Linked DNA regions of Gossypium raimondii: region 1 is linked to region 2. A link is a contact called in public Hi-C data. All regions are on one chromosome and are shown on one strand. Each heading gives the region's core, a stretch centred on a gene start, on an enhancer-like site or on the middle of the called end of the contact. The rest is flanking DNA. Distances are from core to core; before and after follow the strand shown. Region 1 overlaps LOC105794097. Region 2 has its middle 8.6 kb from the start of LOC105794096.

Region 1 (6,199 bases), core at 123-2,622, 160 kb after region 2:
GAGAAGATGATATTTTTGCCATCTTTTTCCCTTTTTATTCTTTTTATTATTCAATGACTAAAATACCATTCATTAAAACTTTAGTTATTTTTATCTATGCATGCCTATTTTTGTCCATGGAAATTTTATGGTCTAATTCTATTTAAGGACCTCTACTTTGATTATGCACTTCAAATAAATCCTTTATCATCTAAAACTCATATTTACCCACTTTTGCAATTAAGTCCTAATAGGCAATTTAGGCATGCAATCAATAAAATTTCTTATCAATACTCTAGTACTTATATCTAATCACTCGATAAATCATAAAAATTAATAATAATTTTCTCTTTAAATTGGATTTGTGGTTATGAAACCACTATTCCGATAACCTTAAATTTGGGTCATTACAAAGTAGATCCACTATCTCTAATCCCAATTCAATAAGTTATTCAAGTCCTATCACACCATGATATAGTGTGCTTCATATTTTCTAATCGACGTCCCGATGATGCGAAGAATGGCGTCCCAATAAGGGACATACGATTTCCCAATTCAACCGGATTTTCTTCTCCTAGTTAAACTCTGATTATTTAACCTATAAAAGGGGTTGTTGTAACCTAGATTAATTATCTTCATCATCTTTGAGATTCAGAGAGTTTTGTGAGTTTTAGGGAATTTCTGGTTTTAGCCAGAGTGCCTTGTTCTTTCGGGGTTTAGGGTTTTTATTGAGATTATTTTCATCTTGTACTCTTTCGATTTTGCTAATTTAGTGAAGTCTTTTTTGCTTGTGGTTTTTTATTTTCTTCGGAGGAATTTTTCAACCTAAATATTTGTATGTTTGATCTTCTCACTTATAATTTTATTTTCTTGTTGCATACATGAGTCGATCCCCAACAAATTTCAAGATTTGCTAACATACTAGACCAATTACCCTATTGACCAACAGTTAAAATAGTAAGATAAAATATAATGGTAAAGACCAATATAGAGTAGACCGCTAGGGATGTGACTTCAATGCTATCCTAATTCAAATCTCTACAATCCAAAAGATTCGATTGCTTGATTCGATATTATCTAATCTCTTAATTAAGTATAATTAAATTTATATACCCAAAATAGTAAACTTGTAAATAAATTAAGGATAACTGATAAAAAGTTCAAATACAAAGCTTATAAAAAAAATCATTCATTTAATTTAGTTAAAAGAAGTGTAAATTTAAATTTAGGTTATTGTAGTCCACATTGTTTATCCTGCAACGGCAACTACATTTGTATACATATATACCATCTTATTTTATTTTATATATTATGGCAAGAGAAGGGGAGACCACCGACAGTGGAAAAAGTTAGAAGAATAAATTTCCAACCAACCAGAGCTAAAGGCACCTCAAACACAGCTATTTTTCTCGCTTAAATTTATATTAAAATCTGAGTTAGTTGGGAAAACAATAATATCCAAACCCATGCATGCCCATCTCTTTTAATTAACCCAATTCTCTCTCCATTACTTTCTTTCCTTTCCTTTTCTTCACTTACCATTCTGCTTAGCTTCTTCTTCGCTTTTCTTTTCAAATTTCATCAAATCTTCTATTTTTTCTCTTATTATTTGGTATGTTGGTACGACGCTATTTAAACGAGAAACAAAAATATAGTTTGAGATCAACATAAAGTTTTGCTTGGAATTAGGAAAGCCTTTCCTATCACATGAAGTTGATTGAGACACGGGGTTACTTGCTTTATATATATAATCTAAAAATATTATTTAATTATTTCAAAATGCATAAAAAAGGCCCTCAAACTTTTTCAAAAAAACAAATAAGCCCCTGCTTTTTTTCACTCAATTGGGTGCTTGAACTACCAAAATCCATCAAAAAGGCCCTTTGACCGTAAAAGTTAATCGCCCCTAATTTTTTTCAGTTAAAGCCACCATATGCCACAGTCATGGCGTGACATGTGACAAAAATGATAAAATAAAAATAAATAAAAATTATTAAATTTTAATAAAAAATATTAAAAATTGTAAAATTTTATAAAATTGTAAAAATATATAAAACATATAGAAATATAGGAGAAAAAATTATAAAAAAATGTAAAGAAATATAAAATTTATAAAAAAAACTATAAAAATTATTCTACCAAAAGAAGCATTTTATAATTTTTCTATAATTTTTCTATAACTTTTATTAATTTTTATTTTTTATCATTTTTCGCCACATGTCACGTTGTGTTACAACACGTGATGGCTTTAACTAAAAAAAACTGGGGGTCATTAACTTTAACGGCCAACGGTTAAAGGGCCTTTTTTATGCATTTTATAATTTTTTTATGATTTTTTTTAAAATTTTACAATTTTTATAATATTTTTACGATTTTTATATTTTTTTCTAATTTTTAGTAAAATTTAAATATTTTTACATTTTTATTAAAATTTAATAAATTTTATAACTTTTATATATTTTTATTTTTTATAATTTTTTTCTACATGTCACGTCGTGGTTGTGAAATGAGGTGTCTTTAATTGAAAAAAATTAGGAGAAGTTAACTTTAACGATCAACCGTTAAAGTTAACGATCAAAGAGCCTTTTTGATGATGCATTTGACAATTCAAGTACCCAATTGAGTGAGAAAAAAGTAGGGGCTTAATTGTTTTTTCTTTTTGAAAAAGTTTGAAGGCTTTTTTATGCATTTTGATAGTTCAAGTACCCAATTGAGTGCAAAAAAGGCAAGGACTTAATTGCTTTTTTTGAAAAAGTTTGAGGGTCTTTTTGATGCATTTTAAAAGTTCAAGTACCCAATTGAGTGCAAAAAAAAAAGCAAGGGCTTAATTGCTTTTTTTGAAAAATTTTGAGGGTTTTTTACATACTTAAATCTTCAATTAAAGAGTAAATGATATTCTTTGACTAGCATTGAATGAATTATGAGAAAAGATCGGTCGCAGATCATTTGTCAGGGATGAATGAGTATCATTACTATTACTATTTGTTAGCAATGGTCTTTTCACCATGAAATATGCAATGATGACTATGAGATAAGATATGATCGAATTGGGTGAAAGAATTTAACTTAAAGAAATTAAGGATATCTTATGTGGGTAACACATAAATGACAAGGCAATGGAACAAAAGCAGAAAATCTAAGTTGCTTTTATAATGGAATTTAATGAGGAGATCAATCATGTACTTGTAAAAATAGAATGTCGATAATGACAAGAAAAAAATAAAAATAGAACCTAAACCTTAATCTGAAAAATAAATCATATTAATACATATTATGAAATATATATATATATATATATATATATATATATATTCAATGGTATTGTAAAAAAGAAACCATCGTTTTTGCAATTTAATTTTGAAACATTGATTGCAGGTGAAAGAAGAAAACTTCCAAGTTACTCATGCTGAATGCAGATAATTGCTTAAAAAATCGTGTTAGGAAGTGCTGCCATTGACCAAATTATGAAAAGTGTGACAATCATTTTCATATATTAATTGTTTGTTGATAGGAATTTAATTAATGTAGAAAAAACCTTGTGACAAGAAACAAATATGTATCCAACAAAGTAAAAATGAAAACTCTTTCTTTTCTATTACTCATTTTGATTCCATTATTGGAGTCGGTGGTAACTGAGAAGAAACACTCCCTTCCCTATGAACACAAGTTACAATTTAATTTCTGTCAAAAAAAAATACAATTTAATCTAGCTCTAGAAATCTTAATCAAAACCATAAAACTCAAAATGCTCACACTTGTAAAAGAACTTAACTTAAGATGAGGGAAGAAGAAAGAAAAAAATATAAAGTAAAAAGAATATATGTAAAGAAAATAATATTTTATCTTTTTGTCACATGGTAATTTTTAATTGGTTATCTTTTTTTAAAATAGACTTAATGGTTTGACTCATAATTAAGGTAAGTACAACTTGAGGAAAAAGTAGTTTAGGTACTATTTATGACAAAAAAATATTTAGATACCAAAATAGAAAAATGGAATCGTTTAAGTACCAATTTGTAGGTTAAACTTTTCTTTTTTAAAATAGACTTAACCTTTTACTAAAGGTTGGAGTCATGGAGATACCAACTTCGAAAAAATAGTTTAGGTATCATTTGTGACAAAAAAGTTAAAAGTATCAAAATGATAAAATGATTTAATTGAAGTACCAATTTGTGAGTTAAGCCTTGATTATATGATGTAAAACTATACTGTACATTGAATATGGTGAAAATGCTTTAACTATGATTTGCAAATATTTATTAGGGTAAACTAATTAGTTAGACAACCAACTTTTAAGACGCTTTCATTTTAGTCAACCTAAATAAAATCCTTTCAATTTGGTCACCAACTATTAGGGCACTTTCATTTTAGTCATCCAAGCATTAAAACTCTAATGAGGCGGTTAATTGTATATGTCACATCAGATTTGCACTTTCATTTGGTAACCTAACTTTTAAGTTGCTTTCATTTTAGTCACTTAAAAAACATCTTTCTTAAGTATTGATTGTTGTAAAAAAAAAAACAACGGTTAAAGTGAAAAGAGGTAGAAACTAAAAAATACATCAAATTGTCAAATTGTACTTGTTTATCCCATTTCAGTAAATTTTAATTTTTTTAATATTGAAAATTTAAATATCAAAAATAAATTGAATAAATTGTTGAAATTTTTATCTATTAATGATGTCAACCGATTTGTTACTATAATATTAAAATTAATTAATTTAATATACTTTTAAATTTTAAAATTTTATTTCACATTTCTAGATTATCTTTAATGAAACCAACTCAAATAACTCATATTTGATAATTATCTACTAAACTTAAACTTCTTTTGATTATATAATCTTGAATCTTCCATGCTAAGCTAAAAGTAAAGGAAAAGAACCTTGCAATTAATTAAATTACTTGTTCTTCGTTTGGGTAAAGAAGCAATGAAAAATTTTAAGTTTGTTTGGAATGGAAGATAAAATTAATTAATTTTATTAATTGCAATGATTTTACTTTACTTTTAGCTTAGCATGAAAGATTCAATATCATTTAATAATAATAAAAACTTGGGTTTCGTGGATAACTATGATAGATTAATTTTCTTTCATAATTTTTAAAATAATTTCAATACATCAAAATAAATTAGATAAACTGTTAAAAAATTTATCCATTGGTAATGTCAATCGATTTGTTACTATAATTTTGAATCTAAAAGTTTAAAATTAATATTTCAAAACACAAATTTAAAATTTTCAGCAATAAGATAAACAAATACAATTTGACATTTTTTCTGTATTATTTTAGTTTTTACCAATTTTTCATGTTGATCTTTGATTTTTTACCCTAATCAATACTCAAGAAAGATATTTCGGGGCGACCAAAATGAAAATGACATAAAAGTTAGACGATCAAAATGAAAACACAAACATGATGTGACATGTATAGTTAACCACCATTAGACCCTAAAAATTGAGTAATCAAATTACATGATTTCATTGAGTGACCAAAATGAAAACACCCTAAAAATTGAATGTCAAACTAGATAATTTACCCTATTTATTTTTATAATATTTAAATTATTAAATAAGTAAATATATTTTAGTTATTTTTAACAAATAAAATGAAAATGTTACTTTATACTAATTACAATAATTAAAAACATTATTAAGAAAAGTAATTAAAATTTAAATAATTACAATGCATTGATGAATAAAATAACGAAATTATTTGAAAATGTAAAAAAGAAAACAATTGATGATTAATTAGTACATGTTTGTGAAAAGACAAAGGCGTCAGATTCCTGAATGTGGGTGGATTAAGCAAAACTCGAATTCAAGGATTATGCGAGAGATGGGATAGTAGCATAATAGCAATTTAACAAGCACTTAGATTCCTCAATTAATCATATAATAAATAAAGTCTCTGCCCAAAATCACTTGTTGATGCTATCACTATGATGTGTGTTTTCTTTGATTCAACCCAATGCAGCAGTTTTTGTTTCTCCGCATCAATGTCCAAATTAAAGTAAATACGAAAACCGTAAAATATGAAACTGTTAATAGGCTGCTATCTGACTTGCAATGTGACCGCAACAGTAACGCTGATGATGCGTCTGCCGTAATTGACGCAAACCCTTCTCGGGACTCTCTTCGCCTGCAAATAACACACCATATTTTGGTATAATAATGCCTCTTTACATAGAACCAGCACTTGCTAGTTGCATACCCTAACA
Region 2 (6,710 bases), core at 2,501-5,000:
AAAAATATATTGATAGTTAAGGTACCACATTGGACATTTTATGAATATACATGTACCAAATGTGACATTATTACTTTCTTTTCTAAAAGGTTTAACTATGTCAAAAGCCCATGTACACTTTTGAAATTTAAAATTTACTCATTATACTTTAATTTTGAGACATTGAGTCCTTATACTTTTTATTTAAAAATCTTGCTCCCTCCATCTAAATTTTTTGTTAAAAGTATGGTGTCAAAGGTAAAATAACTTTTTAGCTCTCACGATTTATAATGTTCATCAATTTGGTTCATACCCTTTAAATGTACATAAAAGTTTTAATTTTTTTCATATTTTAAATAAAATTTAAAAATTATATTTTAAAAAAAATTATGAAACAAACAAAAACTCTTTAAATTTTAAAAATAAAATGATTTTAAAAATATAAAAATTTCAAAATTCAATAATAAATAAATCAAATCGTATTGGCTACTCAGACCGATTGGACTAGGATCTTGTTGGGGTATCAATCTAGTGAGAAGTAAAACACCAGTTGAATTGCAAACTGGTACGAATTGGTTGAACTAAGCTAAAAAATGGTTGAACTAATTTCAAACTAGTCTAACATATTGGTTCCAGGAAAGTAAGACCAACCAGGTCAAAGCAAATAAATTATTTAAAAATTGAAAAAATATATATATAAATCGGTTCAACTATCACTTGATTTTTAGCTCAGTTCAATCAGTCTGTACCGGTTTACAAGTCACCCGCTTTTTAATTTTTAATTTTTTTAACACTCAACATTTACAGTTTTGTCAATTTGGTTCATGCCCTTTAAAAGAATGTATTTTTTTAATTTAAAAATTATTTTTTTCATATTTTAAACAAAAAATAAAAAATTATGAAAAAAATAAAACTCTTTAATAATTCAAAAATGAAAAGTAAAAAGATTTTTTTAATATATTAAACTATAAAAATTCCAAAATTTAATGTTATCTAAATCAAACTGGACGTTTTGGATTGGGAACTGATTAGGGTATCGATCCGGCTAGAGGTAAAAAGCTGGTTGACCCATGAAATTGTACAAATTGGTTTAATCAGGCTAAAATAGAATTGAATTGGTAGTTGAACAGATATTTATAGTTTTTTTTATTTTTAATAATTTATTTTCTTTGAATCGGTTGGACCAATCGTTCTGGGAACCACTTGGTCAGAAAAGTTTGAGATCAGTTCAACTACCAATTCAACTAGTTCTTTTAGCTCGGTTCAACTAGTACGTACCAATTCATGGGTCAACTAAAACCGGACTAATACCCAGTAATTCTCAATCCAACTAGTCTGGTCCAGTTTACATAAGATGAATTTTGGATTTTTTAATATATATTTAAAATAGTTTTTTAAATTTTAAAGAGTTATTATTTTTAATTTTAAAAAATAAATTTTAAAGTTTATGTTTTATTTAAAATATGAAAAAAATTTTAAAATTTTTATGTACTTTTAATGGGTAAGGACTAAATTGACAAAAAAACTATAAATATTGAGGGCTAAAACTTTATTTTAACTTTGAAACTATTAACTTCAAAGGAAAAAGTAGACGGAGGGACAAAGATTTTAAATAAAAAAGTACAGAACTCAATGTCTCAAAATTAAAGTATATGGACTAAATTTTAAATTTCAAAAAAATACAAGGACCTTTGCCATATTTAAATCTTTTAATAAATAATTCTCATAAACAATAAATTTTTGGCTTAATGGATACTTTAGTTTTAAAAGTATCGTTTTTCTCCTTTGATCCTTAAAGATTTTTTGCCACTTTAGTACCTAATATTTTCTACTGTTCATCGTTTAACTCTTTGAATGTTAAAAAATGGTTGAAAAATCCAACTAATCATAAATTGCCACAAGTTAGATGATGACATCACAATGACATAAAAATTTTAATTTTTTAAAATTAAAAAATTATAAAATTATTAAAAACTATAAAATTTTAAAAATTTAAATTTATAAAGAATTTGTGATATATAGAAGCATGAGTTTGAAAGAACTTTTGAACTGACGAGAATCTTCTTTATTTTTCATCATATTACTAAACCGACATTTAAAATAATTATAATATTTAATTTAGAATTATTAGTTATAAATGTTGATGAAATAGAAGTTATGATAATTATACAATTAAAATAATTATAATTTAATGAAAATTGTGATAATTACACATTTAAAAATAATTGTAATTTAATTTACTATTAGTATTAGTATTTAAAAGAAATTTGATATAAATAAAATTTTGAAAATTTTAAAATAGAATTATTACTTGAATAGGACTCTAAGCATAAAATTTTAAAAAGTTGTAATAATTATAATTATAATTTAAAATTATTAGTTAGAAATAATTATAATTTAATTTTGATTTTATTATAAAAGATTATTTTTAAAAAAAGTTGTGCTAATTTTATTTATGTAAATTAAAGTTATTAATCAAATATAATTCTAAGTATCTTAATTATCAATAGTTAGTTCATCTTGAATTCTAAGTATCTTAATTATTTTGAATTTTTGAAAATTATTTTGACTTTTTTTTTGTATTTTTTGTTGAGAGACCAATTTGCTTATTTTCAAAATTGACAGGGACCAAAAGGGTATTTACATCAATTTTTTGTTTGAATTATTCGAGTTATTCAAATTGTAAAATTCAACTCGACTTGACTTGAAACACGAATTACTTATTTAAGTTGACTCGAATAACTTGAATAACTCGATTCAATTAACTTGAAATTCGATTTTTTTCAAATTGAATCGAATTTTGTTCACCTCTACTTCAAGATGGGCTATCATACTACCACAATATCAATAAGAATCACATTTGGTATATGTACTTTCATAAAATATCAAATGTAGTTCATGTACTTTGAAAATGCCTAATGTAGTACTTGAACTATCAATCATGCATTATTATGATATTTAGAATTATCATCGTTAATAAATGCTAAACCAATCAGGAAAATTGGACATGTGTTTTTTTTCCAAATAACCAATTTCACTTGAATAATATATCAGTATGTGAAAACGAAATAAAAATAAAATGAAAAAAACCCTAGTAATAAAGAAGTAGAGTTAAGTTAAAGTGAAAGGTAAAATAAAAATAAAAATTAAAGAGTTTCGTGAAGTTCATCATGAAAAGTAAAGGAATTAAGCAATTCATTATGAAAACATTTCTTCTTCTCCAGATAACAACACCAGTTTTGTGAATCCTTAAATGTTTGCTTGAGATTTTTCTTAGAGGAAATTTGAAAAGCAAAATTTAGGAATAGGTTTGGGCTTACAATTCTTATTTCTTAACTCAAAATTTCTCCTTTTTCTTTTGTAATTTCCAAAATTTTTACAAGCCGAAATTTTCTAAATTTGATTTACGATTTGGTTGGTGTACTTAAGGTATTATTTGTTCGATTTGGTGTTTTTTTTCATTGAAAATTTTGGTGCCAAAAATAATATTTTATATTTTAACAGGTTTGAGTCTTGGCAAAATTAATCTCTTGCTTGCTTTTTTTTTTTTTATGTTGAATGGAGGTTGAATAACTTGTTTTTCGCTTATTATAAGATTATGTTATTTTGTTTTTTAATTTTTTTATTCATCTTAAGCTAAGAAAAAAAGTGAAATTTTTAAAAGAAAATTTGAAGAGAATCAAGATCAAAATTTAGAATAAAATTGGCAAAATAAGCTCGAGTCCAAACGCCTATAATACAAGCAACTTGGCCCAATTCAAGACCCATGATGAAGATGGACTTCATTTCCATCAAGGTCCAATCATGATATTCAAGTCCAAGTAGTTGAAGTCAAACTATTCATTCAAAACTTTATTTTACACATAAATTTCGAGTCAAAAGTGGACTTGAAAATATGAAGTCAATTTTTATTGATAACTTCAAAAAGAGGTTACAATATCTGGATTTCTTTACAAAGAAAGCTCATTTAATTGTTCTCTCTAGTTTGACTTTGGTCCAAGAGTCATTTGACTTGTTGGATGAATGCTGATTGCTTAGTGTTGTGTTGACTTGCTTTTAAAACAAGTTTGGACCTCCTTTCTTCAATTGATTTGGATCGAAATGTGGCTTTCTTCAAAAACAACTTTTGACTTCTTTTCCACGGTTAAACTAGATTAAAAGGCAACTTTTTTCAGAATGGTATGGTGTTTTTTTAGAATTTCTTCAAGTTCTTCGGCTTCTTCAAAGATTTCTACTAAGATCTTTAGGGCTTCTTGAACTTGTGTATCTGTATAATAGCTTGGGTGACCCCTTTTTATAGTGTCAATTACTTGAATATAATAGAGTTCTTGTAGAATTTAATTACTTCATTTGATCCAATCATAAGTAAAAGAGAGTTCTTATAAAATATAATTGTTCTATTTGATTGTTCTACAAGAACTTAAATTTATTTATTTATTATTTGATATTATCACTTAATTCTTTTATTTTTAATTAGTGGCGATACATAAATTTATTATTTATCTCTTAATTAATTTAAATTAATTAAAGAAAAAATTGTGACATAAATATGATGTCATCATTTTTACTATGATAACTTCAACTTTGACCCATGTAATTAGAGCTAGCAAACTATTGGGATCAAGTGAGCTTGGATTAGGTATACTTCGAACTCGAATTTTCTCAAGCTCGAGCCCTTTCAAACTCGGATTTTTTTGCACTTCGATTTTTTCGAATTTGGGCTCAGATCAAGCTGGGCGGATTTTGACAGATTCAGATAATTTTGAATTTTCTAAGTTATAAATATTTTAATTTTGAATGTAATAATTCATTTTACTTTTATACAATGACAACACAATTCAAATTTGTCGTATAAAAAAACATAAATTATATACTCCATGGCCTTGAAATAGTTTGGCAGAAGGGATACACCAAGGTGATAATTGAATCTGACAATAAAAGTCTAATGGATATGCTAACATATGCTTCAGTAGGGTCATAATCAACAACTTTAGTCTAAAGAATAAAGGAGGAATGTAGGCGCAACTGGATTGTCAAAATCTAACATGTCTTCCGTGAAATAAATAAAATGGTTGATTGCATAGCCAAGTCTTGTTCTAGAAATAAATACGAACCGAAAATTATTGATTTCCCCATGTTTGGTGTTAGGCAACTCCTTTTAGAGGATAAAACAGGGGATTTTCATGTAAGAAAGATTAGATCTTAAAGGTTGTTATATGCCTTCCTTACTTACCAAAAAAAAGAAGTTATATTAATTATTATTATATATTATAATTCATGTTACTTTTATACTATATCTTTTATTATATTCTATAATATAATAGTAGTTAATTATATATTAATTATTATCATATATTAAGTTTATTATTGTACTGGTTGAAATATGCTCTAAGTCCCTATACTTTTCATACATTTGAAAGTTAGCCCTCCTACTATATTATATAATGTTATATCATATCATATAATATTTTAGTATTTTATATATATGTATCGATGATTAAACATTATAATATCAAGTAATAATGCAACTTTTATTATAATCTATATTATAATAATCGTAATATATGTATTAATATTTTATTAATATTAATTGTTTACATATGCATCAATGATTAAACATTATAATATCATGTAATACTATAAAATTTATTATAATCTATATTGTAATAATAGTTATATATAATAGTAGTACATTATATGTTAATTATTATATATTATTGTTTATTATTATAGTAGTTCAAATATGCTTTAAGTCATTATGCTTTTCTAATATTATTATAATATCAAGGAATATGTAATATCTAGTGATGCTTCTCTGAGCGGATTGGGTTGTGTGTTAATGCAAAATGACAAGGTGATCGCTTATGCATCCCGACAATTGAAGCCGTACGAACACAATTATCTGACTCATGGTTTAGAGCCACATGTCATGGTATTTGCTCTAAAAATCTAGATGTACTATCTGTATGGTGAAAATTGTTACATCTATACAGATCATAAAAGTCTCATATATCTCTTCACCTAAAAGGTGTTAAATTTGAGTCAGTGTCACTAGATTGAAGTGTTGAAAGATTATGATTGCGTAATTGATTATCATCTCGGGAAAGCTAATGTAGTAGCTAATGCCTTGAGCTATGAAATATTAGTCGAATTGAGATCAATGTTTTCTCATTTAAATGTGTGGTGATGGCGACTTGTTAGTTGAGTTGAAAGTAAAATTTAGGTTGATTGATCAGATTAGAGAGACACAACTTCCGGATGCTAAGCTAGTTGAGAAGAGAAAGCTTGTTTAGCAAGGCGATGGAAAGAATTTCAACATCGATAAAAATAATTCTCTTTGATTTCATAATTGAATTTGTGTACCTGACAATGTTGAATTGAAGCAATTGATTTTATGTGAAGCTCATGATGATCCATTTGCTATGCATCCTAGTGGTGCAAAAATGTATCGTGACTTACGAGAATCGTGTTGGTAGTCAGGTATGCAAAAGGAAATCATTGAATATGTTGCAAAATGTTTGACTTGCCAACAAGTGAAAGCTAAACATCAAGATCCCTTTGGGTTGTTGCAACCTATTTCAATTCCCGAGTAGAAATGGGAATGAATCTCTTTGGATTTCATTGTTAGTCTACCAACTTTGCCGAATGATCACGCTTTAGCGTACATGCACCAAGGCTTAAAATAAAGCAATTAAATAAAGATTTAAATTTACAACGAAATACTGGAAGTA

What was found. Hi-C and Micro-C count contacts between places; a contact is called where the count stands out from the background.
Region 1: a contact with region 2 is called in a Hi-C map of leaf, with 5 times the contacts expected there. The contact joins two enhancer-like sites. A contact is called at or near these places in 2 of 2 Hi-C or Micro-C datasets (both in leaf).

The regions. Positions count from the first base shown.
Region 1 is chr3:33,030,374-33,036,572 of ASM2569854v1, forward strand. It overlaps LOC105794097, which reads right to left. Exons shown (of 11, transcript XM_052628267.1): 11 at 5,783-6,120. The coding sequence ends at 6,034. Among protein-coding and RNA genes, the nearest start is that of LOC105795827, 16 kb to the left of the region's middle. Within about 2 kb of position 1,373, the one cell type or tissue checked has open chromatin away from gene starts, as enhancers often do. A contact at or near this core is called in leaf, where this site is marked.
Region 2 is chr3:32,863,336-32,870,045 of ASM2569854v1, forward strand. No RefSeq gene overlaps it. Among protein-coding and RNA genes, the nearest start is that of LOC105794096, 8.6 kb to the right of the region's middle. Within about 2 kb of position 3,751, the one cell type or tissue checked has open chromatin away from gene starts, as enhancers often do. A contact at or near this core is called in leaf, where this site is marked.